2 separate regions of the Mus musculus genome follow, and region 2 is linked to region 1. Evidence: chromatin contacts called from public promoter capture Hi-C data. All regions are on one chromosome and are shown on one strand. The core of a region is the stretch at or near the end of the contact, and the rest is flanking DNA. Distances in the headings are between cores, read along the strand shown.

Region 1 (2,700 bases), core at 22-2,521:
CTTGTTCCAGGAAAACCAAATCCAATTATTTTCTTCAAAACCTGTAAGTTTCAGTCCTCCTGTTCACCTTCTGCTACTAAGTCATTATCAGTTAGGTAACTCTGAAGCTTTCCTGATGGAGGCATAGAGAGAAAAAAATGTACATGGGCAAAACAGTAAACTGTGGTTTAATTAAAAGCAGAATCATTCAGAATTAACAAGCAATTAACATGGAATTGAAGAATTCCTATGAGAGTATGTAAGGCGGGGAACTACAAAAAGGTCTCCAAGCCTCCGAGCAGAGTACATGACACAGTATACCAAAAGATAATGCAAAACACGGAAACGCTCTGATCAGGTCCCAGAAGACGTTTCTGGGCTAGAGAAGTTACTGGGGTGTTAAGGACCAGGCATGGGCAGTGCTTCTGGTTTTGCTAGGAAACTAGGATCTAAGAAAGCTTGCATTCCCAGGCAACCACCCTGGAAATAAAGCGTTACTTAATGAGGTAGGGGCCAGGAGTAAACAATGGGGGAAGGGAGGTCTGCCTCTTTACCTTTCAAGAGGATGCTGGTCCAAAGCACTCTGTTTATTGCTCCTCTGGTGGGTGGCCAGACCCCTTCTACTCGCGAGTGTCCTCCAGCAAGCTCAAACCTGGAAAACAGAAACCGATCAGTGGTGCAGTGATCCAGGGGCGAGGAGAGGGCTCTGAGGATGGGGGAGCTTAGCAAAGGCTGGAGGGTGGCAAGGGCAGGCAGGCTAGAGCAGGGCTTCTCCCCCAACCCCCACCCAGCCAGCCCCCTCCCCTCAAGGGAGGAAGAAACTGACTTTACCTGTGTCCTCAGTTGCAGCTCCTCTCTCTCCTTTCAGCCTCCTGCACATTCACCAACTTCTCCATTGAAGAAACACCCCAGGCAGGGCCGGACACCGTGTTCCTGATCCTCCTGGGTGCTTCACGGCCCCAACCCAGAGAGCATCCAGATAGTCGATCAGGCTGGGGGTGGCGGTCTTGGCCTCGGAGCAGCCTCCGGGAAGGGGCGCTGGGAGGAAGTGCCGGCTGGGTGGGGGGGGGGGGGGGCAGTCCCGGTCCAGGGGCTCAGACCAAGGGTCTGCCGCGCGCCGGGCCGGAGGCTTTCAGCTACCGAGGGACTCAAGAGGTCTGGGGACAGAGAGACCCTAAGTCATACCAGGTCCGAAGTGTCAGCAGCAGGGTGTCCCGACAGGGGGCTTTCGGGATGCACTTTGCACTGGGCCACCCCCGCCCCCTCCTTCCAGCACTTTGGGGTCACTGGGATGGGACCAAGCCTTCGACAGCCAATCAGCTGCCGCACTGGAGCCTGCGCTCCAAGCCGTAAACCAGATCCGCGGTGGGTGGGGGTTGGGGTAGGGGGTGGGGGCGACTTGGTTGGTTGGTTGCTTCCTTCTCCTCACACAGATGCCCCCACCCCCTGGCTGTCGTAAAGCTGCCCGCGGATTCGCGACAGTTAGAGGAGGCGGGCTAATAGAGGCTGGGACTTGTCTCCGATTGGTCGCTCTCCCTTCGTCCCCTCCGCTTCCCCGCAGCGGTTCTCCAGGCTCCACCCCCAGCCTGGAGACTCTAAGCGGTTGCTAAGAGACACTGTACTACGAATGGGGCTTCTACGCCTGCTGAGGGAGGGGCCGGCAAGGCCTTCCGTGGAGTACGGTGGCCTGGAGTAGGCAGCTGTGGGCACGAGTGGCCGGGCGATGGCTGCGTGGCCCGGCGGGATGGCAGCCAGGTAAGCAGGAGCCCAGGTTGAGCTGGGTGGCTGGAGCGACACGTGCGTGGCAGGCTGAGCGACGGGGGAGGCGACAGGGCCGAGAGCAGGCGATGAGGGCCCCTACTCGTCGTCGCTCTGCGGTGCTTCTTGGAAGCGAGTGGCGATGTTTGGTGCATCTGTCGGTCTCTGAGACCCGGTTAGCTTCCAGGCTGCCTCGCCCAGCCTGCGAGAGAGCACGCTCTTTGGGATCGCGAGGCTGGTTCAAGGGCTTGCCTGCGAGGATAGCGACCCTAGTGGTTTCTTGTGAATGAAAAGAGCCGGGGGAGGGGGGCGCAGAGTGGGCACATTGATACATTGTTTAAATGCATTGATTCTTTTAGCAAGTGTCTACTGGGTTGACACTACTCTAGTTGTTGGGGAGACTTTGTGAACTTTTCTTTCCTTTCTTTCTTTTCTTTCTTTTTTTTTCTTTTATCTTAACAAGAGAAGATGAAACTGCAGAATGATTAGGGAAAAAAAAAAACCCACAAAGTAATGGAATACAGTTTGACTAGGATGCGCTAGACTCTTAGATTGTGAGCCAGGTCTCCCAGAGAATGACATTTATGCTCTGTGAATGACAAAAAAAACTAGCCAACAAAGATCTGAGGGAAGGCCTTTACAAGCAGTTAATCTGAAGTGCAAAGCCTTTGGTACTTTAATAAGTTTAGGGGAACTGTGACTGAGTAAGGGGAAGAAAGATGGAAATGAGATTAGGGGGTGTGGGCAGACTGCAGATTTTGCAGGAATGTATAGGTCATGCCAGAATGATTCCCGTTTCTATGTTTTGCATTGATCACATAATAGAGAAAGCTGTTATGGGAATTGGATTCCTGGGGATGATGTAACCTATTGCGATATTTTGTTGCAGGTGGGAGTCAGTGTTCGATTTGCCTCTGGGTCTTTTTTTTTCTAGGCTGATACTCGTAGAAAAAGTATTCCTTT
Region 2 (2,700 bases), core at 85-2,584, 1.3 Mb after region 1:
GGAGAGGAATGGGGCTGGGAGGCCCGGCTAGCACGACCCAGCCGAGTCGGTCCCCGACTCGGGGCCCCCACATTTCCTCCCCCGGAGGGAGGGAGGCGACATTCCCGGAGCCAGCCCTCCCAGGCTGCGGTCGCGCCCTCTGGCGGCCGCCGCGGAGACGGGTCCTGGGCACGAGGGGCCGCCTGTCTGGGTTCCCTTTCCAGGGCTGGGGGCCCGCGGTGGAATCGCTGTGCTTCGAGAATAGAGCCTCGCGGACCGCACCCTGTCCGCTCCCCGACTGCGCGCAAGCACCGGAACACCCAAGGAGCGCCGCCACGGGCGCCCAAGCCTGGCGTGGAAAGTGCCTTGCGTAGCAGTCTTCAGGGGTCCCCTTTCCCCCAGGTGTGCCCCTCCCGTCGCGTCCGGGCTTTCCACCACACTGCGAAAAAAATGCCGCATGCATGCACTTATTTATTTATTTTGCAACAGCTGCAAGAAACAATGAAGCTTTTTCACGGAGTCGGCCAGCGCGCTCTCCAGCCGCGCTGTTGTTGTTTTCAATGAAGCTCCGAGGCCGCACTCCCCGCCCACCGCGCCCGCAGCCCGCCCGCTCTGCTGCCCGCCCGCCCTGCCGCCGCCCCCCTGGCCACCGAGTCCCACCGGCGCCCCGGGCATTGTTTTTTGGAGTCCTGCGGGAGGGGAGGGTGCGGACAGGGCCGGCCGGCGCAGTGCGGGTGGGGGCGGAAGCGTGGGCGCGCGCGTGGCTCAGTGTGCGCGCGGGGGCCGGCGCGGGTGGAGGCGCGGGGGGCGGTGCCTCCTGGGCCCGGCTCCCCACGCCCGCGCTCCGCTCCGCACGTCCCTGCGATCCCGAACTCCGGCTCTTGGCGCCTGCCGAGTCGGGGCCCGGCCCTCGGCGCGCCGGGACTGCGGCTGTAGCCGCTTGGAGTGTGCGCGCGGGCACGTGTGCGCGGCCCCGAGAGCGCGCGCGTAGAGCCCCCAGTGTGTGGCGGCGGCGGCGGCGGCGCGGTGAGGCTGAGGTTCTTGTTTACCAGCATTAACTCCGCTGAGCGGAAAAAAAAAGGAGGGGGGGGGGGAACCGAGGAGGAGCGAGCGCACCGGGCGAACTCGAGAGAGGCGAGCGACAGGGAAGCTGCCTGCGAGCCTGTCCCGGCGCGCCCGGCGCTCGCAGACCCTCGGCCCCGCTCTCCGGACCCTCCACGCCTCTCCCCGTGCCTGCGAGAGCTCCACGGCACGCGGCGTGCTCGGCTTTGACCTTCAGCGAGCCGGAGCCCCCGCGCACGGAGTCGGCGGCGGGCGGGGGCCGACGCGGGGCGGCGGGAGCGCTGAGCGCTGCGCGGCCGCCGCTTTGTGTGTGTCCTGGATTTGGGAAGGAGCTCGCGGCGGCGGCGCTGAGGGAGGAGGCGGCGGCGAGCGGAGCCCAGAGGAGGAGGAGGAGCCGGAGGAGGGGGAACCGCTCATTCATTTCCACTCCGCATTTCTGCCCCTCGCCGGCCTCGCCCGCGCCCGGGACTTCGGACCAGTCTCGCCAACTGCGTCGCGCTCTCCCGCCGCGTAGGCTCCGGTGGTCGTTCCCTCCGGGGATCGGGTGGCGTTTGTCCTCGCCTGCGGCGATTTGGGCTTTGCTCCTCTTTCTGTACAGTTTTCCTCCTTCTTCTGCATCTCTGCGTTTGCAAATGGAGGCCGACGACGCCGACAGCCCGCCCCGGCGCGCCCCGGCTTCCCGACTCCGCCGCCCCGTGGGCCGCTGCTGCCGGCGCTGAGGGGCCGCCCCGCGCCACCCTCCTTGTCCACGCCGCTTTCCGAGGATCGTCGCCTGCGCTCTTGTTTTTGGACGAGAGTGAGGACTGAGTTGGAGACTTTTTTTTTCTTTTTTTCTTTTCTTTTTTTTTTTTTTTTCTATTTTTGAGAAAAGGGAATTTCGTCCCAAATAAAAGGAATGAAGTCTGGCTCCGGAGGAGGGTCCCCGACCTCGCTGTGGGGGCTCGTGTTTCTCTCCGCCGCGCTCTCTCTCTGGCCGACGAGTGGAGAAAGTGAGTATTTGCCCGCCGCCCGCGGCCACTGCGGGAACTTTTCCTCCGAGGGGCTGCGCCCTGTTTGGGAAAACCCAGTTGCCACGGGCGCAGCTGTCGGACTTCGGGGCTCGGGAGTGGAGGGTGGGGCTCTCTCGGAAGGCCGGAGTAGAGCAGGGCCCGAGAGTTCACGACTCAGGAGCTCCTAGAGCCCTAGCTCAGCGCATCTGCGCGCGGGAAGGGCCTTAGGGCTTTCTCTTTCGCTGTCCGGGGAGCGCTGTCCCGCACGCGGCCTGGTGGGTGGGCAGTGCCTTCTCGCTGGCGGGTCAGGGGCAGCCCCCGCGTAGGCGCTTGGTGGGGAAGTTGGCGTCTGGGTGGCCTCGGGAACCCCGCTACTCTCGCCCCCCCCCCTCCGGGGCGCTCCACTTGGCACCCCAGCGCCCATCCCGCGCAGCTCACCATGACAGCACCCTTGGAGGCTCCACGGGTGGTTGCTGGGGTAGACCTAGTGCTCCGTGGCGGCAATTCGGAGCCTCCTACCCTGCGGGGTGTAAGTTGTTCTTGAGGGGGAGATACAGGATGGTTGGAAGCCTCGCGGCCCCAGGACACGTTTCCAAACATCAGGGCGCAGCCTCCTATCACCCAACTTGTTGGGCCCATCGACCCCCTCAGGTTCTTGGCCTTTCGCTTC

What was found. Capture Hi-C pulls out chosen DNA fragments and counts their contacts.
Region 2: a contact with region 1 is called in a promoter capture Hi-C map of adipose tissue, with 3 times the contacts expected there. The contact joins the promoter of Igf1r here to the promoter of Asb7 in region 1. A contact is called at or near these places in 1 of 39 promoter capture datasets (pre-B cells), 1 of 484 Hi-C or Micro-C datasets (CD4 T cells), 2 of 115 datasets of contacts at active chromatin or transcription factors (large pre-B cells and pancreatic cancer cells) and 2 of 9 other capture datasets (adipose tissue and liver).

The regions. Positions count from the first base shown.
Region 1 is chr7:66,688,290-66,690,989 of GRCm38.p6, forward strand. Asb7 (ankyrin repeat and SOCS box-containing 7) reads right to left here and starts at 1,272. Exons shown (of 6, transcript NM_080443.2): 1 at 811-1,272; 2 at 534-631. It overlaps Lins1 (lines homolog 1), which reads left to right and starts at 1,600. Exons shown (of 8, transcript NM_152815.2): 1 at 1,600-1,734.
Region 2 is chr7:67,950,923-67,953,622 of GRCm38.p6, forward strand. It overlaps Igf1r (insulin-like growth factor I receptor), which reads left to right and starts at 1,335. Exons shown (of 21, transcript NM_010513.2): 1 at 1,335-2,030. The coding sequence starts at 1,937.